Regions from separate parts of the Sus scrofa genome. Here regions 2, 3, 4, 5 and 6 are each linked to region 1. A link is a contact called in public Hi-C and HiChIP or PLAC-seq data. All regions are on one chromosome and are shown on one strand. The core of a region is the stretch at or near the end of the contact, and the rest is flanking DNA. Distances in the headings are between cores, read along the strand shown. Region 1 overlaps LOC106507999 (a long non-coding RNA gene). Region 2 overlaps TNIK (TRAF2 and NCK-interacting protein kinase). Region 3 overlaps TNIK (TRAF2 and NCK-interacting protein kinase). Region 4 has its middle 8.2 kb from the start of TMEM212. Region 5 overlaps TNIK (TRAF2 and NCK-interacting protein kinase). Region 6 overlaps TNIK (TRAF2 and NCK-interacting protein kinase).

The links. Hi-C and Micro-C count contacts between places; a contact is called where the count stands out from the background. HiChIP or PLAC-seq counts read pairs in DNA pulled down with a chosen protein or histone mark.
Region 2: an H3K27ac HiChIP or PLAC-seq map of alveolar macrophages shows a contact between it and region 1. The contact joins two enhancer-like sites. A contact is called at or near these places in 1 of 47 Hi-C or Micro-C datasets (embryonic fibroblasts) and 1 of 2 datasets of contacts at active chromatin or transcription factors (alveolar macrophages).
Region 3: a contact with region 1 is called in a Hi-C map of skeletal muscle, with 2.9 times the contacts expected there. The contact joins two enhancer-like sites. A contact is called at or near these places in 1 of 5 promoter capture datasets (liver), 14 of 47 Hi-C or Micro-C datasets (alveolar macrophages, embryonic fibroblasts, epiblast stem cells and 9 more) and 2 of 2 datasets of contacts at active chromatin or transcription factors (alveolar macrophages and skeletal muscle).
Region 4: an H3K27ac HiChIP or PLAC-seq map of alveolar macrophages shows a contact between it and region 1. The contact joins two enhancer-like sites. A contact is called at or near these places in 1 of 47 Hi-C or Micro-C datasets (embryonic fibroblasts) and 1 of 2 datasets of contacts at active chromatin or transcription factors (alveolar macrophages).
Region 5: an H3K27ac HiChIP or PLAC-seq map of alveolar macrophages shows a contact between it and region 1. The contact joins two enhancer-like sites. A contact is called at or near these places in 1 of 47 Hi-C or Micro-C datasets (heart right ventricle) and 1 of 2 datasets of contacts at active chromatin or transcription factors (alveolar macrophages).
Region 6: a Hi-C map of skeletal muscle shows a contact between it and region 1, with 7 times the contacts expected there. The contact joins two enhancer-like sites. A contact is called at or near these places in 1 of 5 promoter capture datasets (liver), 10 of 47 Hi-C or Micro-C datasets (alveolar macrophages, embryonic fibroblasts, epiblast stem cells and 6 more) and 2 of 2 datasets of contacts at active chromatin or transcription factors (alveolar macrophages and skeletal muscle).

Annotation. Positions count from the first base shown.
Region 1 is chr13:110,126,528-110,130,959 of Sscrofa11.1, reverse strand. The region is part of intron 5 of LOC106507999 (a long non-coding RNA gene); the gene reads right to left. Among named protein-coding and RNA genes, the nearest start is that of TNIK, 76 kb to the right of the region's middle. Within about 2 kb of position 2,404, at least 10 of the 83 cell types and tissues checked have an H3K27ac peak or open chromatin away from gene starts, as enhancers often do. A contact at or near this core is called in alveolar macrophages, fetal skeletal muscle and skeletal muscle, where this site is marked.
Region 2 is chr13:109,844,735-109,849,249 of Sscrofa11.1, reverse strand. The region is part of intron 2 of TNIK (TRAF2 and NCK-interacting protein kinase); the gene reads left to right. Among named protein-coding and RNA genes, the nearest start is that of TNIK, 210 kb to the left of the region's middle. Within about 2 kb of position 1,744, at least 14 of the 83 cell types and tissues checked have an H3K27ac peak or open chromatin away from gene starts, as enhancers often do. A contact at or near this core is called in alveolar macrophages, where this site is marked.
Region 3 is chr13:109,760,716-109,765,190 of Sscrofa11.1, reverse strand. The region is part of intron 7 of TNIK (TRAF2 and NCK-interacting protein kinase); the gene reads left to right. Among named protein-coding and RNA genes, the nearest start is that of SLC2A2, 150 kb to the right of the region's middle. Within about 2 kb of position 2,255, at least 13 of the 83 cell types and tissues checked have an H3K27ac peak or open chromatin away from gene starts, as enhancers often do. A contact at or near this core is called in skeletal muscle, where this site is marked.
Region 4 is chr13:110,403,772-110,408,582 of Sscrofa11.1, reverse strand. No RefSeq gene overlaps it. Among named protein-coding and RNA genes, the nearest start is that of TMEM212, 8.2 kb to the left of the region's middle. Within about 2 kb of position 2,947, at least 10 of the 83 cell types and tissues checked have an H3K27ac peak or open chromatin away from gene starts, as enhancers often do. A contact at or near this core is called in alveolar macrophages, where this site is marked.
Region 5 is chr13:109,686,955-109,691,549 of Sscrofa11.1, reverse strand. TNIK (TRAF2 and NCK-interacting protein kinase) reads left to right here. Exons shown (of 30, transcript XM_021071173.1): 17 at 573-736; 18 at 2,806-2,903. Among named protein-coding and RNA genes, the nearest start is that of SLC2A2, 75 kb to the right of the region's middle. Within about 2 kb of position 2,734, at least 13 of the 83 cell types and tissues checked have an H3K27ac peak or open chromatin away from gene starts, as enhancers often do. A contact at or near this core is called in alveolar macrophages, where this site is marked.
Region 6 is chr13:109,734,349-109,739,347 of Sscrofa11.1, reverse strand. The region is part of intron 12 of TNIK (TRAF2 and NCK-interacting protein kinase); the gene reads left to right. Among named protein-coding and RNA genes, the nearest start is that of SLC2A2, 120 kb to the right of the region's middle. Within about 2 kb of position 3,512, at least 6 of the 83 cell types and tissues checked have an H3K27ac peak or open chromatin away from gene starts, as enhancers often do. A contact at or near this core is called in fetal skeletal muscle and skeletal muscle, where this site is marked.

The DNA.
Region 1 (4,432 bases), core at 1,155-3,654:
AGAGCCAAGCTCAACACCATGCTGGAGCTGGAACACATCTTCTAATGGAACCGGTGGGCAAACGCAGGGTGTGCTGTGAGCCTTCCTTGCGATGTTTTTCCCATGCTCACCCCTTGGCATGATGCAGATAAAGTTTATCAAAACCACTATGAGTTAATTATGCATTAAGCATATTTAAAGTTCCATGTTTTGAAATTACTTACAATGAAAGATATTGAGAAGTAGCAGCAGAGGAGTGGGAGGGAAACAAGAAAGGGGTGGTCTTGGAAAGTCATTAGAGTTTCAAGAAAAGGGAGTTTCAAGAAAAAGTTGGTAAGAGTGTCAAATGCCACAGAGAAGATGGGCAGGATAAGGAGTGTCCATGCCCATGAGGCCTGGCATTTAGGGGGGCACTGTTCACCAGGTGGAGCATTTCATGTGTGTGGGGGGGGAGGGGAGGGAGAGTCCAGGGTTGAGTGGATGAACATGAACAGACAATAGGTGTCAGCCCTGTCGCTTCCTCCTGTGAAGGCAAACGGGATCGGTTTGCCAGGTGGAGGCACTAAGTAGGAGAGAGCTTGTTTTCACATTGCGAAGATTTTCTAATACCATTGCACGCCTCTATCCAATGCTGAAATCACAGCCTAGGAACTCTGATCTCACCACCCTTCTTTGAACGGCTCATGGTAGGGTTTCAATAAATATTTGTGGAAGGAAACAAGGCTGTGTTCTCAGAACCGCCCATATGCAGGTGGTTGAAAGAAGAAAATTTTTTTTTTTTTAATTATACTGAAAGATTTCCGCTCCTCTGTTTTTTAAGGTTTTGTACTTCTTAGCTGTGTGACCTCAGACAAGTGACTGAACTTCTCTGGACCTCAGTTTGCTCATGTGTAAAAGTGTAAAAGTGTATGGCTCATGTCTAAGAGTACATGACTCAGAGTAAGCAGGTTACATTGTTTCTTGTTGTTGTTACTGTTATTATCCTCAACATATCTATTTGTCATCCTGGGAACCATGCACGGAAGGCATGTGATATCTGTACTGCATACCCCAAGAACTCACAGAATATTTCTGCTTGAAGGGAAAGGTTTGAAAACCAGCTCTTGCCTCCTGAAGCCCTCCCTCAGTGGAAACAAAATTGCTTTTAAAATACAACACCATAGTAGCTCTTTTTAAAAATCCCAAACACAATTCCAAAAGTTCTTAAGAAATTAAAAAGTCAACCCCAAAAATAAATTCTAATTTGAACTACAGACATTGGGTGATTATATCATGTCAATGTAGGTTCATAAATTATAGCCAATGCACTTCTCTTGTGGAAGTGTTGATAACATGTGGGGGCAGAGGGTTTATGGAAAATCTTTGTACCTTCACCTAAAGTTTGCTGTGAATCTAAAACTTATCTAAAATACAGTCTTGTTTTTAATTGAAGTATCATTGATTTACAATGTTGTGTTAGTTTCAGGTATATAGCAAAATGATTGAGTTATACATATATATCTATTCTTTTTCAAATTCCTTTCCATCATAGGTTATTAGAAGATATTGAATATAGTTCCCTGTGCTATACAGTAAGTCCTTGACATTTATCTAATTTATATAACAGTAGTATGTATCTGCTAATCCCAAACTCCTAATTTATCCCTCCCCTTTTCCCTTTTCCTAACCATAAGTTTGTTTTCTATGTCTGTGAGTCTATTTCTGTTTTGTAAATAAGTTCATTTGTATCATTTTTTTAAGATTCTACAGATAAGTGATATCATATCATATTTGTCTTGTCTGACTTAATTTCACTTAGCGTGATGATCTCTAGGTCCATCCATGTTGCTGCAAATGGCATTATTTCATTCTTTTTACATCAAAAAAAAAAAAGTCTTTTAAAAAGTCTGACAGAAATGCTCTAATTGTGTTTGTGAAAGAAGGAATCACTGCATTTTGTGCCAGGAGGAGAGCAGGCCAGCTGGGCCAGGGCAGCTGTGGCTCTTCGGGGCTGGAGCTGGGGAGATAGCTTTGTGTTTTGTGAAAGGCAGCCAGAGGACTAGAATGGGTACCAGCTGGGGACCGGACTCTGATAGCACCTAGTGAGACATATTCTGTTGCTCTTCCCACACAGTTCAGATGCAGGTGAACTCCTGGGAAAGAGCCTCCAGGTTAGACTCTTGTTACAGGAAGTGCCCAGTGAAGTGCCCAGTACTCTTGCCCATGATCATGGTGAGGTGAACTATGGTTTTTTCTTTTTAAGAAAACACCCTGAAGTGGGACTGAGTAGCAATCTTATAGGAGTAGGCTGTTGATGGCAGGGGAGGGGTGCTGACAGTTTACTGCCCTGCCTTGGTAATCAGACAAGCCTGGTTTGAAATCTTAATCTCATCACCTGGCTAACTGACCTTGGGCAAGTTACCTAACTTCTGACCCTTAGCTTCTCATCTGTCAAGTGATAAAAATAGGACCTGACTCAAGGGCTGATGTGGGCTCTAGGGAAAGAGTGTGTATATAAGGCACTTTATAATGCTTGGTTAACAATGGCTAATTTTTTTTATTTATTTTTTTTGAATCAGAGACTCTAACTCTTTCCACCCTTTGCTTTTGTCCTTCAGAACAGAAAGGAAAAATTTCTGCCTGTTACTTCCAATTCCTGACATTTCATTAGCTTCCACAGCAGATTTCCTAGTGGAGATTTTCTTCCTTGTTCTCACAAAGATCCAGGATTAAATTGGGGAAGGGTTAGTGATGAAATTGTTCTTCTTTTCTAAAGGTCAGAAGCTAAGTTCATGTTTCTCTTACTGGTTTCTCTCTGACTCATCCCAGTGCCTAAAGCAAATTCTATATTTCCGGTCTCATTTTATTTGTCAGAAAAATGGGCTTTATTTAATGATTTTCTCTCCTTGCCTTTCTGTTTGGGGACATTCTATAAACTGCATGTGAATGTTTTGCTTCCAATTCCCTCTTTCAGGAGATGTTTTAGATTCCTTTCCAGTAAAATAAGAAATGGGGGAGGTGTTTCTCCAGTAGTGGCATCAGAGAACAATAACACACAGCCATGCTTCTCAGCTTGGTGTGATTTTGCCCCAGGGGACTTTTGGCTATGTCTGGGGACATTTTGGGTTGTCTCACAACTGGGGGCCCCAGTTGCTACTGGATGTTGGGGGGTAGAGGCCAGAGATGCTGCTAACCATCCTACAATGCACAGGATAGCACACCACGAAGAATCATCTGGCCCAAATGCCAATAGTACCAAAGTTGAGAACCCTTTCCATCGAAGTCTCTATATGTTAACTTTTTCTTTTTACACTGCCATCCTTGAACTCAGTTTTCTTTACCTCCCTAATCAAACCTCCTTCCCTCTCTCCTACCCATCTTGCTATTCCTTCCCCTTCTAGAACTAAGTCTTTTTTCATTCTCTCTCTCTCTTTTTTTCTTTTTTGGCTGCACCAGGGCATATTGAAGTTCCCAGGCCAGTGATCAAATCCCTTTCTGGGACCTACACCACAGCTGCAGCAATGCCAGATCCTTAACGCACTGCACTGGGCCAGGGATCGAACCTGCGCCTCCACAGAGACAAGCCAGATCATTAATCCACTGCACTATACCGGCAACTCTCTATCTTCTGCCCTATCGTTGTTTGCTGCTTCCTAATCCTCCAAAGCTCCCAGTCCTTGGGCAGTATTTATAAAGTTGCTTTTCCACCTTGGTCACTAATTCACTATGTGCCCTTGCACGTCATTCCACTTCTATGGGTCTCAGCTACCTCCCTGTACATAGACACAGGACTGAATGACCTAAGGCTCCAATCTGTGACCAACAATTGTCTTGCTATTTCAAAAGCCTAATAGTCTTACTAGAAAATCTTAGTGTGAGAGAGGGTCCGTATTTAAAAAAAAGAAAAAATCAGTTTCAGTTTACTGGTATATAGTAAGAAAGAAAAATATGTTTATGCCAGTATGTTAATATAAGGAAAATTCAATCCTATGAAGGCAACTGGGGTAAGATAAAATCTGTGGGCAAATCGAATGAATTAAAAAGATTTATTGCAGCATTATTCGTAAGAGTAAAAAGTTGTAAATACACAGAGCCAACAATTGGGGATGAGACAAAGAAGCATGGTGTGTTTATATGATAAAATAATTATTATGAAGTTTTTAATAACTTGGAAAATGCTTAAATGCAGGTAACAAAATTATATATAGTTTATACTCATATTTCGTGAAAGAGAATGTTTCTTAGAATTAAAAATATTTTTTTGGCCATGCCCTCAGCACACGAAAGTTCTTGGGCAAGGGATCTAATCTGTGTCACAGCAGTGACCTGAGCTGCTGCAGAGTCACTGCAAGAACAATGCCAGAACCTTAACTTGCTGAGCCACCAGGGAACTCCTAAAGTGAAATTTTTTAATTAAATTATTTTGCCTTTTCTTACTTTAAAGGCAATATATGCCTACTTGTAAATAAGTTCA
Region 2 (4,515 bases), core at 495-2,994, 280 kb after region 1:
CTGTGATGAGCATAAATACAATTAAATTAGGCTGCGGTAGAAAGGAGAGTCATCGTGTTGTGAGTATCTGTTTTGTGTTTTACATGGACTCTCTGTGCCTTTCTGAGTTGGGAGCTGTTATTATTCTTAGATGAGGTGACTAAGGGGCACATGGCTGGTAGCAGTCTAGCTGGGATTTGGATGCCTGCAAGGCTGAGTAAATTCATGTGCTGCTCTAATGGGGACAGGTATACGTCATTGGCTTAAATTTGCTTCTTGTTGAGCATGGGGAAAGTGAATTCCCAGCCCCAGAGCAGCACACGCCCTGGTCCTCCCCACACACAGTTCCCTGATTCTTCAAACACTCTAGGACCTCCACCGAGAGCCACACGGGGGCAAGCGGCACCTTCCACTGAGACGGAACAGGTCAAGGCTGCCTCCTTCATGGCTTCCTTTTTCTCCCGACCATTTCAGTGCAACCGCTCATCCTGTCTGCTCCACTTTAGAGCTAGAATAAATAGTTCATGGTGGGTACTGTTCAAGTTTAAAGAAAAATGGAAAGGATGTTCAGACCAGGGGAAGTCAAAGTATCCCTCTCAGTGACAGAGCTCGTTTTTTTGTTTTTGTTTTTTTCCCTGATTTTTCACACCAAACTGAAAACATGCACTGTCGGTCACACATCCACTCCTTGGTGAAGTGTGAACAACTGTCTCTGCCTAAAGGAGGCCAGAGTTATTGTACTGTCCTGTGTGAGCATTTAGTTTACTTTGATCCTTGGCCTCCTACCCCCATTCATCCCAGCGAGGCTTCTTCCAGATGCCCTTCTGCTGTCATAGAGAAGCCCAGCCATCAGAATGGGGATGGTTCCAAATCCATCCATCCCCACTCGTGGGAATAAATGGCCTCTCTCTTGTGTCAGTAGGAAGTAAATCAGATGACCCTCAGTTATTCACCCTCTTCAAACTTTTGTCTGACCTCGAAGCTTAGAGGAAATTGGCTGGGGGAGAATATAGTGTTTCCCGAGGTTTCATGAACAAGCTGCCCATGAGCCTTTGTCCTGCATGTCTGTGGCTTTTGTGTTTGAGTGCTTGTGAGGTATTGCAGAGAAGAGCTCCCCAAGCCTCTCACTTGGTTAAGACGCCAGCGTCTCCCCAGGGGCACACCCTGGCTATTTCCCAGCAAAAAAAATGCTCTATATCCCCGACTGTACCACATAAGCTAATTAACCTCTTTATAGATTTTTCCTTCTCCTTATTTTAATTCTCAGCTGGTATTTCTCTAGGCCCTGGGCCTTGGGAATTGCAGATTCATTTGTTGAATTTCTGGCAGTGTGAGAATTTCTAATAGTTAGCTTTCAGTTCTCACATGCAGTGAAGTAGGAGAAAATAATGGAGGAAGAAAACAAGACTGGGAAACATTTTGAAACAACAGCCATACTTGAAACTGGCTAAGTGGTGAGGCCACAGACATGTTTCCTTTTGGCCTTGTGGGGATTTACGTTTTCCTTCTTTCTTTCCTTGCACGGCCATGCAGTAAGTGTCTGTCTCCAGGGCTGCTCAGAATACTTTGTTGTCAGGGCCCTTCTGTGGTTCTGTAGACCCACCTTCCTTCTGGTTCCACGGGGAACTAATAATCCAGTACCCACTGTGACTGTGAACCCAAGGAGATGTGTCAAATTTCAAACCGTCGAGGGCTTAGAAAGTACAGAGCAAACTCTTGTGGTGTTTGTGGCTTTGCAGTGTCCTTTCAACGGAAGGACATTTCTGAAACACTGAGCAGCAGCCACCCCTGTGGTGTCTAGAGGTTCCTGGGGCTATGAGCTATGGCACCTGAGGATACACAACAGAATCAGCTTTGTTCCTTTGGGCCTGAGACACAAACCATTCTTCTGCCTGTAGTCACAGCCCAGCCTGAATTCACCTCATCTCCTGACTTACCAGACCACTTTGTATTTACTCTCCACTGCTTTTGAAGAGGGAGTAGAGTAGATAAGTACTTGGGCTACCTGTGAACACCTTTTTTGGACATTTGCCCCTGCAAGATGTTTTAAAATCTGTTGATGAGCAGGTGATGTCTAGGGGGTGCATAGAAAAATAGCTAAAGCTTGTATCCGGTGTTTGCAAAACAGGGTACTTTCAAGATGATGTGTAGTTTGATTCTGAAACTGCCTTGGCTCTACCTAAGTCAGGAGCGTCGCTTATAACCAGACAGCATTTGTCACCCAGGCTGCTTTAGAAAAATCTACTGTTTCTTCATGCAGAGTCAGGCGATAGACGTTGAGGGATCTTTTGGATTTATTTGAACCTGGGATTTTCTGTAAACCAAAGGCATGATTAATAGTGTCTCTGCCTGTATCAGGTGTTATTAGCCAGACGTTTCTTTCAAGAGTTTCGCTCTTTTATTTTCTAAACTAAATTGGCATCAAGCAAAACACATTTCAACTTCAAAACCAGCTTTAGCCTGGCAGAATAAGATGTTTTGAACCAAAATTGGGGGATGGAACTGAGGCAGGATGAGCACTGCAGATTCTAAGTGATCTTCAGTGCATTCAAAGGTTTCCTCATTTTGAATCTTTGCAAAAAGCCATATGATTAATCTACATGCTAGATTCCTTTTCATTGTGCTTTTCAGACCACAATTCCCAAAGCCATTACCATACCCCCAATGAGAAAATACTCATCTTCCTTATTTGAAGACAGAAAAATCATATTTTCCCCAAATAGACTTTTTGTGCTTATATTTTGCACATCCCTTTCAGGATCTCTATTGTGTTATCTGCCCACAAACTTTATCACAATATGATGGATTGAGTTATGAAACTGAGATTTTTTTATTTTATTTTTTTATTTAGGACTTAGCTCTTAGTTGGAAAGGGGTAGCTAGATAATGCATCTCTTTTGGTCAGTAGTTGAGAGTTTTTGTCCAGTAATAGACATGTGATTCATAATAATATCATAGTTTGTTTTCCATCGAAAAGAGAGGCTTACGGTTTTGTTAAAATCAACGCAATGTGAACTTCTGGGTGATGGTTGTATCTTAGCTTATTTTGGTGATATATACCCAGAAACGAAATTTACAGGTGCAGGGAGTCTGGTTTAATAGAAAGTTGGGAGCAAATATTAAAACCCTAGGAATTGACTTCTCCAGTCATCCAGGTAAAGCCTGAAATCCTATAAATTAATTCATCATTTCTTTGTCTTGTGACAGCCTGATAGGGGAAGAGCGTGGGTGGTCTTTGGGGTCAGAAGAATTGGAGAATGGGCTTAAAGAAAATCAGTTCATCATTTAAAGACTATTTTGGGGTTTTATTCTTTAAAATGCTTTTAATAACGGATACCCCACATTAAGAAGATAAGTATAATGAGTTCCAGAATGTCTTTGTTGTGTTGTTCTGTAAGTACTAGAAGTTACTATTATTTATTGCTTAAAATAATGTAATTCTTATGAAGGAGGGTACTTAATGTGTTACTAGTCATTTGTATTTTGGTATGAATTGAGGAGTTAAGAGCAGATTTTTTTTTTTTTTTGATGAAATCTAAAGAGAGGTTGAGATGGCTGATTATCTGAGCCATGATCAAATCCTAAAAGTTATGAAACATCATAATTTTGCCAGTTGTGTGTGGGGTTTTTCTTTTTGTTTTTTATGGGTTGCTTTTTTTTCTTCGTGTGTGTGTGTGTGTGTGTGTGTGTGTGTGGCGGGGGCGGGGGGGGGGTTGTTTCGTTTTGTTTTGGTACCAGGAGTGGGGTGTGAAAGTTGTATGTTTTTAAAAAGAGGTTAGTGAAACAGTGGAAGGCCAGCTAGTTATATGTTTTGTTCTACTGAATTCTCCAGAAGTATTTGTAAGTAGAATAAAGACATTCCTTGCTATTTTCAAATCTTTAACATCTAATTTTAAACCTAATTTTGTAGGTTTTGCTGTTTAAGGGAGAGGGTGGCTAGATTCATTGATCGGAAGTTTCCTTTGGGGAGGGTGGTAGAGAAGGTTTGTCACTTGCCTTTAATCTAGGATCTTGGTGGCCCTGCCAGCCTAGATCTCTTCCTAGTTGTGACATTTGAGATAATTTAAAAACAAACAAACAAACAAGAAAACCTGCCTCTTGATTTCTTATATTCTTGAAGTCAGATCTCCAGGCAGGAGGGTAAAATAGCCATTTAGTCCCAAGCTCAAGTTCCGGGTTGGGGTAACAGAGAAGCAAGCCAAGGCTTCATTGCAGATTTTGCTTTTAGCTTGATTTACCAGGTAAACCAAATCTGAGGGTGGAAGAATGGAGCCAGAGCAAAGGGCCTGAAATCAGAGGCCTTCCCAGCCTCCCACAGGCTGCCAGAGAGACTGCTCTCTAGTCCTGGCTTCATATTCCCAAATACTTCTGTTCTTTCACAAAACTAAGGAAGAGCCATGCATTCTAAAATACTAAAAGCCTCATTACCCCTCATACCATTTACATTTTCTTTAAATGCCCACTTTTTCTGTCTTACATGGTCAAATCCCAGCTGTTGATGTTCAACTTCTAAGGGACCTGGATGGTGTCACCTGG
Region 3 (4,475 bases), core at 1,006-3,505, 370 kb after region 1:
AATACTACACAACCATTTATGCAATGGCTAAGTAGCATCTGTTGAAGTTGGGCAGATCCCAAGATACAGTGTTATTAGGTACACAAAGCAACTTATAGTAGAGTACACATATTAGAGTCTTATTCTCCCCTACCCCATGGCAAGTGGAGAGAGAACTTAAAACTTTATTTGTATATCTTTCTGTCCTGTCCTAGTTTTTTAAAACATCAATTGGTCATGTTGGGAATTTAGTAAAGCAAGAGAAGTACAGTGAAATCACACAGCCCTTCTACCCGACCCCCCATCCTCTGTCCCTATCTGTGTTAATGTTGTCTATTGTTCACCTAAACTCTGTTTATGAGACTTTGCACCCAGGTGCTGAGGATTTGCAGGCATTGGTGTCTCCTGCAGGGTTTGGGTGAATATTGTGCTCTGGCTGCAAAGCAAGTACTCATTCTCTTGGGTTACAGATAATTGGCTTTATTCAGGGAGGTTGGAAAGAGCTCCTCTAGGTAAGAGGCTTGGCTGAAGATGAAGAGAGCAACCTGACTAGTCTGGTGTAGGGTCACTGAGGTGCAGGCAGTCATGTGAGTGTCACGTGGGAGGATGCTTTTCAGATGGCAGAAAGAAAGAACCTCTCAAATGAGGCCTGGCCTCTGTCTACAACAAAGCTCCAGTCCCCGTACAGTAAGAAGGATGATGCACGCGTCTACACTGCTATTATCAGTGGAAACACATTTCTGTTAAACACGCTCCATGTTCACACCTATTTGTACAGGATTCCTTAGTCAGACATAGCAGTACCACCTCCATGGGGCTCCAGGCTGATCCCTAGGCGCAGAGAAGACGCCGTTCTTCCAGCATTCTCAGTGACCCTGAACTCTCCACCCTCCTTCTGTTTCTATAGAAAGTAGTATATAAGTACGTGAAGTACTGGATGAGAGTCAGGCTTTTGAAGTTGGACAGGACTGGTGTAAAATGTATACCTCGCCCCCTTGTACTGTATTGCTTCAGGGAAGTTACTCAACCTTTCTAAGCCTCTGTGGGACTAACAAATTGTATATGACAAGGCTATGTCAGAATAAGTGCGGTAACATAAATAACGGAATGAATTCAGTGCCTAACCCTTGGTAAGTCCTCAATATATGATAGTTAATATTTGTTTTTATAGGTCGTATGAAGGCACTGCCATTTGGAGCCATTTGGACCTAAAAAAAACCCATCAGTATTATAGAATTTGAACTCCTGTTTGTATTATACATCTCACTTGTCGGCTCCTGTTGAACCAGGATCTACTTCTTTATAAATTGCACCCCTAGTTTAAGGGGCTGCCCTTAGAGCACATACAGTAAATTTAACTTCCTTGTCCCAGCTGGAACTTTTCCAAAAAGAGGATAATAAATAAGTGACGAAAGGCCAATTTCCGGTCTTGGTGAAGTAGACTGGTGTCTTGGTCTTGGCGAAACTTGGTAGAATCTACTGTGCCAGTTGTACCTGTAGTGAAGCTGTTGTCTGTCCACTCTTGACCACCTTACTGCCTTCTTTGATGGGATGATGGGGCTAGGACTCAGCTAACCCCATTTCTGCCTATCCTTCTGGCTTACTACTCTGCTCTGCCAGTGGGGGTGGGCTGCCAGCCTTGGGGAGGAGGACGTGCCCTTCCCTGCTGGCTTCCCCTGAGCTTTCTGTGTACTCCCGTGTCACCCCAGCAACTTCTTTGAATACCAGAGCTCATTGGCTCAGATTTGAGGCTTGAACTGCCAGTCAATGATCATTGGACCCAGGATCTATCTGCACCAGCACTTGTTAAATACCCACTACGGACTACGGACTACGGACACAGCATAGTGTTATGCACTTTGCACACATTACCTTATTGAATTTTCTTATTAACCCTGTGACATAGGTTCTCTTCGTGTTACAGGTGAGGAAATGGGGTCAGAGGAGTCGAAGGGCTTGCCTTTTCTGCCTCTCGTGTTCTCTCTGGCTCTGGGGCTCTTCTGGGCCACCTTGCCTCTCTTTCCTTGTGTGGCTGGTTCAGCCAACCTAAAAGTGTTCTTTTCTTCACTTGTTGGGCAACCCAGCCCCATAAGGAATGTTGTCTCGTTGTGCCTTTGTGCCAGCTGTACCCAGCCCCCCAACACCAGCCAGAAGTTGTGTGCTTGCCTCTGCCTTCTCAGAGGCACTAGAATTTGTCTCTGTTCTGTTTGCAGTGCACACAGGGCTGGGCTATTAATCATGCCACAGGCCAGGCTGCACAGCACCACTCGAATAATGTATTACCCACCTCCTGCCAAAATGAGTCACACCACGGCCACGAAGGAAACTTATCTCTCCCGACTCTCTCCTCATCTTGTTCCTCCCTCTTCCCTCTCTCATCCCCTGTGATCTGTCTTGCCAGTTGTAATTGGAACATTTTCTCCCGTATTTAAGTTCTGAAGTGTCTCTGGGAGTTGCTAATGTATCCAAAGGCTTAAACAAGGCCCGTCAAGGACGTTTATTGCTTTCTGGCATGGGCAGTTAAGCATAGCTTGCAAGCAGCTCTGGGTGGATATGGCCAGGAATATAAATGTTCCTTTTGGAAAATTTTCTGGAATCCCAGGAAAAAAAAAAATCCTAATGATAATATCAAGCAAAAGCTTAACGAAGAAGTCATTTCTGGCTGGTCACGTGACAAAGGAGGCGCAGGTGTTGGGATGCTGTGACCTTTGGTTTGAAGGCATTATTTGGGAGGCTTGGAGGAAGCACCCTAAAGGAGGATCTGAGAGGATGGGTACTGAATAAAGGAAACATCTCCCTTCACTAACCCTTCCTGCTTTTTGTGGGATAAATCCAGCATCACCTCACAAGTGGGACCTCTCCTTTTCCCTACTGTCAAAATATGCTTTGCGAATTATCGCTGTATACATATTATCACTAGGAAATGCATTTAGCTGTACTTACATTTCTTATGTCACCAAAGCCTGGAGGCAGGTATTCGGGGGTTTGTGTGGTGACTCATCGATGTCCTCAGGACCCAGGTGCTTTCCTTTCTGCCCTGTCATTAATACGTTGACTTATTGTCTCATGGTTGCAAGAAGGATGCTATAGCTCCAGGTAACATGTTTTTATCCAAGGCACAAAGTAGAGGAGAGTTGTCAAGACACAGGCTGTGTTTGTCACATTTCAAGAAAAGCTAAAGTTTTCCTAGAAACTCCCAAAAGATGTTTGCCTGGGTCTTGTTGGCCAGAAATAGGTCACATCTTTAATTGTCATCCTTAGCTGCAGGAAAATCTAGATACACAAGTTTAACTTTCCTGTCCTCTGAAATGCAGCAAGGGAAATAGGAATTGAAATGCCTGTTGGGTTAGCCAACAAACAGTACTTGCCACAATCGAATAGAGGGAAATCATAGAAGACTAAACTGAGCAGGCAAAGCCAGTCTCACCTAACAGAAAAGGACAAGGAAATTATTAATATTCTTGAGCTTATTATGTGCCAGATTTTGAGCTAGGCAGTGCACCTGTGTACATACCCGTCACAGTTGCCTCTGTTGTGTGAAAGCTAACTCTGAGCAGTCTTCTGGAGGCAGTAAAATTAGGAACCCGGCTTTGAATCCAGGTCTATCTAACTTAAAAGACTACTTACCATCCCTCTAGGAAGTGGAACCCTGGTTTGCAGTGTGCTTCACTGCATCTTGGCACTTTCCTTTGAGTCACCGGCACCTAAAGTCATCTGTAAACAAAGTAGGAGTCTGAAGCAATTACTTTGTGGGCCCCTTTTTTTGTTCGTTTCTTTGCTTTTTAGGGCCACACTTATGGCATTTGGAGGTTTCCTGGCTAGGGGTCGAATCAGAGCTGTAGCTGCTGGCCTACACCACAGCTCACAGCAATGCTGGATCCTTAACCCACTAATCGAGGCTAGGGATCAAACCCGAGTCCTCATGGATATTAGTTGGGTTCTTTACTGCTGAGCCACAGTGGGAACTCCCAGTTTTTTGGGTTTTGTATTTTTTTAAGTGAATTCTCAGCTCTTTACATTGTGATGACAGTTGTAAAAGAATTAGCCTGGAAAGCAGGAGACCTGGCCCTGAGTACAATCTGGGGCTGAGTTGCTCTGTGATCTTGGGAAGTCGTTTTTCTCTCACCTGTGAAATAAAAGTTTGGACTAAGTGATCCACAGACAGTCTAATGGCCTTAAAACACTTAGGTTTTGCTCCTTTCTCTTGTGTATCTTTCATTTGTTCATTCATTCATCAAATATTAAGTGCCTGGTATGCCAGGCAACTTCTGATACTGTGTACCAGTGAACAAAACCAAGCTCCCTGCCCTTGGAAATCAGAGAAGACTAAACTGGGCAGACAAAGCCAGTCTCACCTAAAAGTAGAGGACAAGGAAATTGTGTGTGTGTGTTCGTGTGTGTTGGGGGCAGGGAACACAATAAACAAAAACCATAATAATTGAGTGATGAGTAAATTACACAGTTGTTAGAAGGTGATCAGTTCTCTGGGGGAAAAA
Region 4 (4,811 bases), core at 1,698-4,197, 280 kb before region 1:
ACTCCTCCATATCTAAGATTCCATGGCTTAAAATAAATCCCAAGGGAGCAAACGTACCTAAGTGGCCAAATTGCCTGTCCCTAAGAAGCCTTTATCTGGAAGAATGTTATCTGCTTGAGGACTGGGAACTTCCAACTAGAGCTTCCCCTCTATCTGGTATGAGCAGTGGGCAACTGGTTCTTACTGGACAGATTTCACCCAGAGTTCCTCCAAGGAGCCTCACTTTGACCTTTGTGGCACACAAATAGCCAGTAAATGGAAGCCAACATCCACCAGCTGGACAATTCAAAGGCTCCAAGAAACAAATTGGTGATCTCAGCCCAGCTCTGGTGACTATGTTATAAAATAATGAAAACTTGTCAACAAGCACAGCAGAGGCTAAGGAGGGCAAGGATTGAAGGAACATAAAACCAAATCACTTTTCCTTCCCAGCTTCTTGAAAAGGGATGAAAAGCTGGGAGGGAACTGATAGCAAACCTTTCAGGCATGGAGTTCCTGGTGTAGATAAATGGAGAGATGAGAATTTAATGAGGATGTGGACGTGGCAGAGAACACAAAAGCAAATCCCCGTCCACTGGCCAAAAGGGACTAGGTTGAGTGAACTTCTTGAAACCAGTTTCTGATTAGTCAGAAAACAAAGCCTTACCTAGCTTTCCGAGCAACAGTTGAAATATCAGCAGCCTCATTTCCTATATATTTTAAAATATAGGGAAGCAACTTAAACTAAGTATGTACAAACCACTGATTCACTCCCTTGCTTCATCCAGGCCTCTGCTCAAAGGGCCCCTCATCACAGACCAGCCCTCGTCAACCTTTTCTTCATCCTTTTTCTGAGCTTACTCATTACCACATGATTTTATTCTTCCTAGCTTTTGGCTCACTTGATTTCTATGCGTCTTCCGAACTAGAATGAAAACTAGTTGGACACAGAGGCCAATACTTTGTTTTGTTCACTACAACACCCCAGAGCCAACAACAGTGCTGGACTCACAGTAGATGTTTAGAAATGATGAATGAATGAATGAATTTATGAAGTCACTGCTTATCACAGTCGCTAGTTTATACAGACTGTTTTGCTGTGAAAGCTAGCTCTTCAGGCTTTCACCTAAAAATATTTAATTTCTTGCTACCTTAAATCTCTCCATCCCCTCTCCATGAAAATCCACACAGAAACACAAGGAAAAGCTTCCCGGTTAGCTCACCCAGCTGTGAGACTGCACTGTGACACTTCCGCATTGTATGCAGATCATGGGAGAGGCACCCTGAAGTCACCATCCTGCGATTCTTTTGGCCTGAGGACACCAGCCCCTGACATACTGCCACATGACATTGTGTGTTTTAAAGGAAAAGACACAAGATCACAGACTAACTGCTTAAGTCCAGCAGGAACTTCTGCCTCTGAAAGAAAGCTCTCATGCACATTTTTCCTCCACTGGTGATGCCAGCTTTTAAAGCAGTTCATGTTCATGGTGATCTATCTAATTTAACGGTTTTTATGTATCTCTGCATATTCAAAGGTTTTATCTATTTCTTTATCTGACCACTTTCCATAAATAGTAAGTATTTTCCCCGGTCTATAGACAAATGAAATAACAAAGACATAGAAAACTTGTGCTCCAGAGAATTTGGCTATGAAAACTTATGCTCTTTTTGTATTTCCATACAGATGATATTGTGATCTCTTCTGAGATAGGATAATAAAAGAAGTGCGTCCTTATGACATAAGGAATTGAGTAGCATAGAATAAACACCACCTACTACTAGCAGATGTGGGATCATTTTTTTCATACAAAGGCCCACACTTTCCTTTTTCAACAATGGAGGTATCCTACCCTAGTTTGTACATATGTATATATTTACTATTTTTTTAAAGAAGAGAAAGGGCATTTCTTGGAACTTCCTCATGGCATTGTCCAAGTACATAAACACTTCTGCTTCTTTCTCACAATCTACGCAAAGCTAATTGACATAAAAGGTAAAAGCTAGGCCTAAGCAAGCCTCCTTTATCTAATGGACAAGTTCACTAAGAAGAATGTAGGGCAATGAAAATGAAAAGTACATAAAAATAACCCAACTGCAGGATCACACACTGAGTCTATAAGAACCTTAAAGACCAGCCAGTCCAGGCTTGTCATTTCACAGAATAATTCCATGGTTAAAATACCAAGGAAAAGAGTCATCCTATTGCAACCATAAACTAAAACTTTTTAAAAATTTATTTTATTGAAGTATAGTTGATTTTCAATGTTGTGTTAATTTCTGCTGTGTAGCAAAGTGATTCAGTTATGAATAGGTATACATTCTTTTTTCCTATTCTTTTCCATTACGATTTATCATAGAATATTGAATATAGTTCCGTATGCTACAGAGTAGGACCTTGTTGTTTATCCATTCAGTATAAAACCTAAGGCCTAATAAGATGGTTGTGACTGAGATCTTTCTGCTATATCTGTGCTTAGCACTAGGTGTTGCTCTACTGCTATTTATAGATCAGCTTTTCTTTGATATGCAGCAGGAGTTGAATCTCCTAATTGCAGTTCCATTCTGCAAATGCTGAGTTTCTAGGATTATACTCTGCTAATATATTATATGTTACACTGAACAAGCTTCATTTAAATGGTGTAGGGATAGCATATTAGAAAGAGCCACTCTAGAAAAAGTGATCAATACATGCCAGGGAAAGGCTACTCCAAAGTTAAATTTTTCAAATTGTCCTAATTCAAATATTTACTTAAACTCTGTTTTTATATTACGTGCAATACAAGGGGAATGACATTGTTAGCCGTGTGTTTCCTGGAACTGACCGTCTGCTACAAGGCCACAGATAAAGTTTGTTTATAGAAAAACAAAATATGAAAAAAAAAAGTTTAGCACTGCTCTATTTGGGGTTTGATACTCCCACACATACCAAGTGGGAGAAAGGACAACTTTCTAGAATCTTTCTTGCTCTGTGGCAACAGAGGACAGAAATGCTTCAACCCCCTCTAGTGACAGATGAATCATTACTTAGATTAGTTCAGTTGTTCAAAATTGAAAGATAATACCACAGGGAGAGACCAGTCATGCTTCAAGAAGTTTATAGTTTAGGGAGAGGGCAAATTTTCAATTCATGTGTTAAGTTTTAAAGGGTTTAAATTCAGCTAAGTGTGACTCTTCAACATTATTACTCAGTTCTTTCAACTCAGATCAACTTGGTATAAACCTCAGCATAGATGTTCCAAATTCTACCCATTACATATGTGATAATGATCTAATCTGAATTTTAAATCTTCTGGACTGGATATATGTAATAAAACAATGTCTAGTATATTGTTGCTAAACATGATTTTTTTTTCCACTTTGGTATTTATGAATAACTATTTGTAAGGCCAACAATCATGCAACCATGCTAATAACAGTCCTGGGTTTTCAGCACAAAAGAAAGTGGCAGCCTTAAGCCCAGAATGGGAAAATTATAATCACCATTACAGAGTTTAGAGTAAAGGGAGAGAAAACAGGTCATGCAAAGCTGGCTGCTGGGATGCATAATATAAACCCTTCAATCTAGTCCTAAAGAAAGGGTTTCTTCTAATTTTTATAGTCTTGGCCTCAAGCTGAAAAAGCCGAGTTCTGAGTTGAAGTCTGACTTTCTTGCAAAATATACTTTTCAACTCTCTCCCTAGCACACAGTCATTCTTTCCTAAAGATTCTATTTCCTTTACATCCTTTGAGGATAAAACTATGCTTTGTGGTTTTTATACCATATTCACTTAGGATATTTTAAAACAGAGTGAACTCTACTTTTTCTACCAATTCTCTCTTCATGGAGGCTCTCCTTTCCCCACTCCTTACAGCCTCAGTGATCATGTGAAATAGTTTCCACTATTATTTTTGCATTTCTTTTGCCTGACTCCATGTTAAAGATGGGCAGTTTTTCGAAAGTGATAGGTCAAACTCCTGATCCATGTTCTTATAAACTTGAAGTAAGAAGTGTTTATGTGTTAAGAAAATTATCTATTTTCTCTAAAAGGGAGAGGGGGAAGAAGTTTTGAAAAAATCCATTTTGGAAATCAATGTTTAGTGAATGGCAGGAAGGAGAGGCCCAATGCTAATAAGTGCCAAGGAAGTTTCTGCCATCTCTAGTCAGACCCAAGTCTATAAGGGACCATTTACAGGTAAGTTTACATGTGTGTGTGTAGGCGTAAGAATAGTAAGAGCTATGAAAATAGGCTTGCCATTCACACACACACACACACAGAAATTATGAAATGTTTACCCTTCATTTTTCATAATGCTATATTAACTAATGTTTTTAATAAATATCTGTTCTATAGGATCTTTTAATGTCATCCTCTAATCTCTTCCATTCCTTTCCATCCTCTAAGCAGATTTCATTTGTATAACTCCAAAGAGGTGAATATGAGTCCTGCTCTTCTTAAAAATTGTTTCCAGCCTATAGCTTAACCACCTCCAATGTTCAAATTTGTTCCAAGATTGAGACAAAATCTCTCTACCAAAAGCAAAATAAAAGCCAAATTCCTACCCTTTGGTCTCATTACTTGTTTTATTATTCTATGTTTCCTAATAATACATTTTTTTTAAATATTGAAATGGGCACATGTTCTGTGGTCCAGAGGCAAGGCTATGCACAGTAAATGCAAATTTCAGCAAATGCAAGTTTTGAGCTCCAGAGATGTCCATTTCAAACCCCATGAAATTTTGTTTTTTTCCTCCTTTCTTGATATAGGAAAAGACATCTAGGAAATATTATTGAATCCAACTATATGCATTTTTAGACAAATGATAAACCATAGACTTTTAATGTCTACAGC
Region 5 (4,595 bases), core at 1,485-3,984, 440 kb after region 1:
GATAGAAGAATGGTTGAACTAATTCTTCTATTTGATGAACTAAATACTATGCAGCCACTGCTGTTTTTAGAAGCATAAGAAGCTGCTTATAATGCAGTCTAAGGGGAAAAAACAAGATGCAAAGCTGAACATACAGTACGCTTCCACAAGTACAAAAGAAAAAAAAAGACTAGAAGATAATAGTCCATATAGTAAAATATTGTTGAATATCTCTTGATTCAGAGGTTACATGCATTTATTCCTTGTTTTTAGCTTTAATATTTTCAAGTGTTTTACAATGAGCACAGGAAAGGGAGTTTAAAAGAAAGCCTCCTTTGAAGACTCACCTTTTCAGAGATAATGTGTTTGATGTGATGACCCAAGAGTTGGGTCAAGAGTTCATCCCATCCAGATGCAGAATCCAGCCAGAAGCTCCACAGAGGGTAGCATGACTAACATTACCATTGACCTCTTTATTGCAAAGTCACATGAGTGCTCCCTTTACCTCTTTGCACCGCGGATGGTATTGGACTATGCTTGTGTCTACCCGTGACACGGTCTTGAGAGTGGTGTGTGCTTTGCTGTCTGTGCAGCAACCCTGACCTCCGGAGAACCGAGCCTGTCTTGGAGAGCCCCTTGCAGAGGACCAGCAGTGGCAGTTCCTCCAGCTCCAGCACCCCTAGCTCCCAGCCCAGCTCCCAAGGAGGGTCTCAGCCTGGATCGCAAGCAGGATCCAGTGAACGGACCAGAGTTCGAGGTAAAGCTTTCCCCTGCCTTTCCAAGACAGCACTCTCTGGAGAGGATCACCATGGAGAGGGCATCAGATTGCTTCCTGACTTCTGCGACTTCTGGTGCTGGAGTGGCCACCACTGTGTGATGCTGAAGAGCCCCTTAACTGCTCTCAGCCTCAGTCTCCTTAGGGAAGTGAGCCACCATCCCAAGTTATACATGTGACATCAGTGTGGACTAAAGCCTTTCAAAGTGTGGATACCAGTGTTCTCCAGGAAGATCACAGGATATTGGTCTTATTTGAAAATGTAATCATCAGTCACCTGAATTTCCATTTCCATTTGATTGCTGGGTTAGAGTTTCATGGACCTCAAGTATCCTTTTCCCCTTGTGTCAGTAGTCCCTTTTTATATTCTGAGCATAGTTCATAATGCCAGGTATTTTTCAAAGTGAAATTAAATGAAGGCTAATGTAGAATAAATATACACTTGAGAGAAGATATAAAATCTTTGACTTAGAAAATATATTTGACTCTTCTGGTTATTCCTATTAGAGAGGTAAAAATTAGCCTCTCTGACCATTTAATTCAAGTCATTCTCCATTGTTTGGTTTTCATTCATGAGGAAGCTTGTGAAAAACTTTAATAAGTCCAGCTAGTTATACATGGCAACCTATTTTTTTCCAGCTAATCAAAATGTACTCTTCCTGCATAACCTTCTTCAGAAGATAATTTTGCTTCCAAGTAATAAAAACCCAGAAATTTTTAACTGCAATTCGAAAAACACTTATAAATTACTCTTCCTGGTGAACACCACTAGTTCTTTTTTCTTTCTTAGCTTCGTTATTAGACACAATCGTAGCTCACCTTCTGATATGTTTTTAAGATTTTAAATAAATAAATTCACTGTATGTCCATTTTAAAAAGGTAGGTGTCAGACATGCAATGCTAGTGTCTCTGAATTGGGTTATGAACTGGCCTGTGGCTGCCGTTAGATGCATTCTTCTGACATCAGTGGCATAGCCCACAGCTGTGTATACTTTTGTTGCCTTGATCCAAATAGAAACATACTTTCTTCAGAAAGCTGCCATTCCCTTACCTTTTTTTCCTATCCATAAGAAACGTAATACCCTTAGAGTAAATACTAAAGATGACCAGACTTAAGCATATCATTTTAATTCTCTGATCTGGCTCAAGTTCAGTTCTTATCATCTTCCCTTTGACCTCTAGTTCTTCTGGATGAAAAACACTCTCCTATTCCTGGTGTGTCCCTGCCCAGGAAAGGCTACTTTAAAACCAAAGAAAAGAATCCCTCCCACCCTGGATTGCGCCTTTTCTACCTATAAACTCAGAAGTCAGAGGGATGCACTTCACTGCTGGTCTAGGGCCCTCCCCCTTTATCCTTCCTGCCCCCACCTCATTCTTTCTTCCTTAAGGGACCCAGGCAACTACCCCTTCTTCCCACCATTTAAAAACCATTCCTCCAAACAAAACAGATTTCTACTTTCCCCACTACATTTTATAAAAAACAAAACAAAACAAAAAAACTTATCCTGATAATTAAATGGTAAAAGAAGAAATCAAAGAATGTTTTCTCCGGGGTTGGTTTAGCATAATAATTGAGAATGGGACTTTGAGAAATCAGACAGAATCCCAGCTCTGCTCACAATTTCAGTGTGACCTCAGGCCAGTTGTGTCATCTCTTTAAGATGGTGTTCAGCTGTGAAATAGAAAAACAATGCCACGTCATTGGGCTGAAGCAAGGATTTGATGAGACAATTGACATAGAAAGCATTTAGCAGTAAGCCTGATCCATAATTAGCGCTCAGTTGAACGGTAGTGGTTGCTAGTTTTTCTTATTATTACCAGTGACTTCCAGGTTACAAGCCTAAATGTGCCTGGCTGATTTTGTATGCCTGAACATTTACTGTTTTGTGTTTTTGTTTTTGTTTTCTCACGGTTGCGCTTGGGAGGATTTGCCTAAGTGAATGATGTGTCCCGCTGAGTCATTCCAAAGGATGACTCACCACAGAGTTCCTGCACTGACCAGCACTCTCTGACTGTCATTATCTCTCTTGGCCCTCTATGTTTTTCTCTAGCCAACAGTAAGTCGGAAGGATCACCTGTACTCCCCCATGAACCTTCCAAGGTGAAACCAGAAGAATCCAGGGACATTACCCGACCTAGTCGACCAGCTGTGAGTGTGTTTCAAAATCTCAAAAAGTGGTGAACTCCTTTCGTTTACCAGAGAACCTGCAGGATGAAGTAGTTGGGGATACGCTCATGACTATGAGACAAAAATTGTTGAGATGAATAAGAAGAATAGATGCTAGAAGCACCTGAAGGAAGTCACACCTGATTAGGAAAGAACTGAACAGGTCTTGGATTGCTTATCTGCTTTTGGGTATTTTGCTGATCGTGAGCACTATGTTAGAGAATAAAACAAAGAGAAATAACTCATATCATTCCAATGTCTACTCAGCAGCTTTGGCAAAAAGATGTTGAAAATAACAGTTAAGATTTGGGCACTTTCTATGCATTTTTCTTCCCTATTCTGGCATTGCCCCACATTATTTTCCATATGAATTAGTATTGCAATTTTTCTGCTGCATTTCTGCTGCTCTAGCACTATATTTTCTGGGCCAAAACTTGATAAGCATGGTCTGATAGGGGGCCTGACAACTTGAGCTCTAGTTTCATTACTGTAACACAACAGACCCCAAATAGCCTTAAAGAAAGAAATAAGAACCTAGAGGCTGAAATTTGAAAAGTTGGAAAATAATTTAGATGAGTTACTAGCCACTTATTTTTGTTTAAATTCTCCAAGAATCTTTTCTGTGAAATGACTTTTGAAAGCATTTTGGTTTACGCTGTAGTTTTACATTTTAAAGTAAGGAAGGACAGCGAGGGTAACACCATTTGGGGTGGAGGTTCTTCTTGCCTTTTGCGTTTATCAGTTGTGTAGTGACTTAACACTTCCCATTTTGTGTCTAACCTGCTGTCTTTCTTCTGGCTTCTCCTCCTCCTATGGATTCTTCTGGATTGGGTTCCTCTTATATCAGAGCTATAAGAAAGCTATAGATGAGGTTAGTATTACCTTTTCTTGGTCGTGCTTTCACAAGGTGTAACTATAAACTGACTCCCTACGGTTGATATTCAGAAAGGTGGCCAGTTGGATTGCAAATTAAAGTTCATTCCTTGGGAGTGATCTGCCGGGAGGAGAGCCTGGTCAACAGAAGCCAGCTGAACCCCTCAGAGACCTGAGTAAAAGCTTGAGACCTTTCTCCTAAGCCAAAATATCACTTTCCCAATGTCCCCATCCGGCTAAAGGGAAACATTCGTGCTTTGTTATTGGCAGTTTCTCATTCCAGTACCTTCCAATAGCAAAGCCTGAGCTCTCAACCTACACTAAGCAGCCTTGCTAGGGGATGGCGGTTTTACTAACAAAGAAAAGAGACATCGTTCTAGGGCAGCCCAAATTTATAGTGTGTGATTTGTGAACAAGGAGTTACCGGTATTGTTCCATTAATTTTGTGGGACATTAACTACAGCATCAGCAGCAACATCAACTTTAGTTAATGAATCCCGGCGAGTTAAGTAACTTTATTTCCTGATCTGTGGAGACATTTTTCCATTAGAAAAATATATGGCTTTGCCAATCTGAGGTAGCTTGCTAAGAAGGATGACTGCCTTACTGCTCTGTGTCAGACCTGCATGACTACAGCATAGTGGAGTTGTTTTTAAAGAGGCAGACCTTCTGCAAAGAGTCCTAACTGCATGGAATCTGAAGACTGACTAGCATTATGGCTTTAAGGCTATAGCTCTGCTGAGCACCATTTTTGTGAAATGAAATGGAAAAAGCACTGGCTTTGGGAGTTAACAAGCTGCA
Region 6 (4,999 bases), core at 2,263-4,762, 390 kb after region 1:
GCTCTTACAAGCAGGACACTTCCCTTGCTGGAGGTGCTGTGACCTTGGTGTGGTCACATCAGAAAAGCCAGTGAAGGTCTCAACCCCTTCAAGTCTTGCCCAGGTATCTCCTTCTCACTGATGCCTCCTTGACCCCCTCTCTTAAAATCACAACCCCTCCCTCTAGCTGGTCCTGTTGCCCTTCCCAGCTTTATTTTTTTCACAGAGCTCTTGTCACCACCACATGTAATCTATATGTTCTTTCATATGTCTGTCTCTCCCCACTAGAATGCAAACTCCCCAAGGACAATGGATTTTTGTCTCTTTTATCCCTTACGTATCTCTATGTCATGTACCTAGTATCTAAAACAATGCCCGTCACACAATAGATGCCTCCTAAATATTCGTGGAATGAATGAACTAATATTTGAATGGACAAGTCTGTGATTGAGAAGTGAAATATAGGTGTTAGCTAGATCACAGTGAATAGGCATAGAAGTGAAATGTCAAATGTGGAAAAGCAGGGCTGGTCTGTTGCTACTCCATTGCTACTCTTCTGAACACTGGAGAAAGTATTTCACAAGTCCTTCCACACAGGCCTCAAGGCCCGGGGCCGACCTGTATCTTGTGGGCAAGACTTGCCTTCAATAGGTCTACTGTCATCTGTGTGGGAACCCATGCCACCAGCCATGCTTTCCTGCATGGCATGTCCTGAGGCCAGGCTCTCACCCATGGGGTCTTACAGATGTTTATTAAAGCCTCCCTCCCAGAACTTTGGTCTGGGGCCTCTCTCCTCTGCTAGATAAATCAAAGCCTCTAGACAGGAAGCTGAGAGACCTTGGCTGTTGGGGAAGTTGGATGGCAGATGAAAGTTTCACTAACTGCACAGTAATAGGATAGTAATTTTTTCCCAAACACCATCTTGCTCCCCATTAACAGTTTACAGCAATTCACTTGCTCTGTCAAGTGGCAACTGCAACTAGAGGGTGGTGAATTGCAGACTCCAGGAGCAGATTGCTTTTTAAATGGTATATCCACGTCCAGCCTTCCCAGTTTAAATCAGTGAGGGCCTCCATTCCAGTTTTTGCCATAAATCCCATCAACCTCATTATGTCCCTGGAATATTAGTATGCAGACCAGCAACAATAATACCCAACAGTTACAATTATTGAGTGACTTTAGTGTGCCAGGTAGCGGGGGTGCTTGGCTTATACCCAGGATCTCACCTATTATCATCTCTTTGTACATATCCATTATCTCTCCTGCAGAGTACACAAATCCCCATTTAACAAAAGGAAACTGAGGTTCAGGGAATGGAAGTAATTGGTCCCAGGTGGCAGAGCCATTAAGTACAAAGCTGGGATTTGCACCCAGGTCTCCTTGCTCTGCGTCTGTGTGGGCCCTGAGGCAGGCAGTACGTGTAGGTGTGTAATCAGAGCCTTGAACTGTGAACCTTGTAAACATCTGCAGACAGCAGTAGGCAAAGGAAGTGCTTTCCAGTCTAAGTCTAGGATGTTGTCCGTGTGACGGATGCTCAGTACATGAAAGGTTTGAGGTTCACCTGCCGTTGTCTGTTCTCAGAAATCTGCTGGAGTAGACAGGAGCACTGAAGGGCTGCAGGCAGAAGCCTTCAAAGGAGCAGGCAAAGGCAGGGTGATGGGAGGTGTGGGTGGAAATTAGCCAGCTCTCAGAAGTGAAGTACGAAGTGTAGAAGTGGAGGCGCCTGCATCACCTCCAGTTACTCTCCTGGGCACAAGTAGAAATTCTCAGACAGCTCTTTGCAGCTGTGCCTGGATATCATCTCCTTCTGCCCACCGGGCCGGCTGCAGCCTCTTGTGCAGCCCCCAGCCAAGTGCTGCACCGTTTCCTTCAGTCTCTGGAGGACCAAGGGCCTCTGCTGTTTGGATGCAAAGCTTATTCCTTTCGACTTCTGATCAAACCTCTCTCCCCTCTCAGGCTCTGCCCTGAATCCTGCCTTTCCTGCTTCTTTTCTGGCCTGTGGTTTATTCCTTCTGAGAGCATTTCCCAAGGCCCTCACCTCACTGGAGCATCACACCCTGGAAATCTTGACCGTCTGCCTTTCCCCTGTGTGGCTAATGGGCTCCTTCTTTCACGATTTGCTACACTTAGTTTCAGGCTGAAGGCACGTACCATGTAATCCTAGAAAATCCCCACTGTCATCCCAGAAAACATTTAACCTACTGAGAATGCAAACATGTACGCATGTACCTCGGCACAGACACACATATATGTACACACACATTTATACGCATTTCCGTCTTTTTCTTTTTTAATTTTAATACAAGAATGTTTGACCTTTGAACCTAGACTCTCAATTGGTACGTAAGCAGAGGATGCATTGTATTGTTTTCTTTTATTTTTTAGATTTTCTTCCCCACATACCTGGTGTGATTTACTTAAACATGATTTTTTTTTTCATCAAATTGCTAGAATAACAATTTCTGACAGTTAGGAAGCACTTAACCATTAAACAGGTACTCTGTTCAGTACTTCATGTGAATTGTCTCATTGAATCCTCACAAAACTCCCCAGTCTAAAGATAAAGCAACTGAGTCTCAGAGAGGTTAACAGCTTGCTAAATGTCACATAGCTTTAGAGAAAACCAAATTTCAAATCTAGGGGATTGGACTCCAGAACCCAGCCACTGTCACTGAGTCTCTGCTGCCTCTCCCCTGGTAAGCAAGAATCAGCATGCTTTTCCAGCATCTTCCCTGGCCTCTGCTTCTGATATCTTTTAAGGCTGAGAATTTAAGGATTTCTGAGCAAGGTCAAAGAAGCCACGCCCAGCAGGTGCTCATGTTTGAGCTGGATTCTGGCTCTCAGGACCCAGTCAGACCTTCTGCCAAGGCCTCCTTGTATCTGTTCTTTTGCAGGATTTTCAGGAGTCCCTCCGTTAGACACAAGTCAGAGCTCAGACTGAGTGGGGCAGGAGTGTCCAGAGAGGTGTACCCTCTATGTCCCCGTGGGCACATGGAAGGTGGCACAGAGACACTTTGCACTACGCACTGGTGTGCACGTGCCCTGGCTTTTCACAAGAAGTGGGAATGCTATGGCCACAGGGCATCAGAGATTATACTGGCTTTATCTTTGATCCTTTATCTTACCCTTATTGCTTAATAGAGGGGAAAAAATACTCAGATGGCTGTAAGTTCTGAACCCCTAAGTAATGTCTGTCCCCGCTGGGGACTCCTCTCCCACCTCCTTCTCTTGCTGCATTCCATCCATATCTGTTGCCCTGGCCTACGGTGACCTGTGTTTCTTGTCCCCAGTAGGAATTTGCACTACGTTGTCACACAGAAGCAGTTAAATCCCAGTGTTAGGCTTGTGAATTTCACTTTATTATGGGTCGGGTGGCCTTGTGCTGGCATCCTGGGAAATACATTCCTTTGTCCAAATAAAGGCCCTTCAGACACCGCTGTGGTGACACGGGACCATGTTGGCTTCAACTTTCTCAGTGATCTCAGATGTCACCTCCTACCAGAGATTTCTAAGGAATCCCTGCCTGTCCTTTGCTATTTATAGGTAACCATGTGGTTTGCTAAATCAGTATGTGTATATTCTTAGAAGGACTCTCACTGTACACTGAATGGAGTCTTTTATCAGCTTCATGAAAAGGACGTGGTTTCAGGCCAATTAAATGGTAGGTACATGACTCTGCTTTTGACCAATGATAAAGTACAATTTATAACCAAATTCCAGGAATCTGATTAAACCCAGCGGAAGTGAATGGGTCCATCAGTAGAAGAAAGTACCAAGAGGGCTTCTTCTGTTTTTACTCAGTTCAACACATTTCTGTCACTTGGCCTGGACAATACACAGCTTGTTTTACCCTTCATCACAGAGTTAGGGTCCAGGAGTCAGGACCTTGAGGTGTTGAGGTGCCTACTCTGGTCATCTTTGCAGATTGTCCTTGGGCAGCAGATTTGTGGTGATGGCTTGATTCTGCTCAAGAGTTTTGAAGTAATATTAGTGGTTAACATATGTATTTCAACTTCCTGAGTGCCTTCTGTATCTTCATTCTGGGCAGAGTATCTCGAAGTCACAGAAGTGAATCACATTGATCCCAGGAATACCATTCTGGCCCATGGTAGTAAGTTTTATTCTTTGGAGAATTGTGTTCAGTTCTTTAAGCCACCTAGATTTCACTAGATGCCCTCACGTCCGTTGTAATGTTATCCAGTTGTAAAAACAATCAGCTCTAGCTGAAAGAGATTACATGCTTTCATTCTGTCACTTGAAAAAAAATTGTTTAAATATCTTACTGGCCAGCTATAGTGGAGCACTGATGAACAGAATGGGAACCTTGAGTCTAAAACTTCCTATGAGCCTCTAATTTTTTTTACTGCAGGTGACAAGGTCTTTCAAGGACACTGGGCTCAACTCAAGGTTTTTTTTGTTTGTTTGTTTTTTGTTTTTAAGTATACAACAAAATTAAAACTTTTTTCCTATCCCTACAGGCAGTCACATGACAGATTTAGTGAACATAGCTCCACTATGCGGGCAACTATGCTGGGCGTTGGGAATGGTCTGCCCTTGTGAAGATGAGAAGGAAACAGCCTTTAGGCAAATGACCACCCAAATAACCATTCATGGTCATTGCTAGACTGCTAGTGTGGAAAAGAATGGTGGGAACCTCACCTGGCTTGGAGGGCTGAGGGTCAGCATGCAGCTGAAGAAAGTGAGAGGGCCCCGCAGGGATGCTAGGCAAGAAAGCCACAGCACAGTGTTGCAGGGCTTTGTAAGCCTGGCTCAGGAATTTCAAATTCTGTACTAAGAATAGTGAGAAGTCATTAGCATGTTTCAATCCAGGGGATATGATCAGATCTGTGTTTTTTAAATGAAACTTTGGCTGCTGCAGAGAAAGTGATGGAAGGAAGCCAGAGTGGACTAGAGACCACTTAGTCCAGGCCAGAGAGGGTGGTGCTTTAGAGGGATGGTGGTTGGGTGGGGACTGGGGAAGGTGGGCATGGTTGAAATATGTGCAGGATGTGGTAGTTGA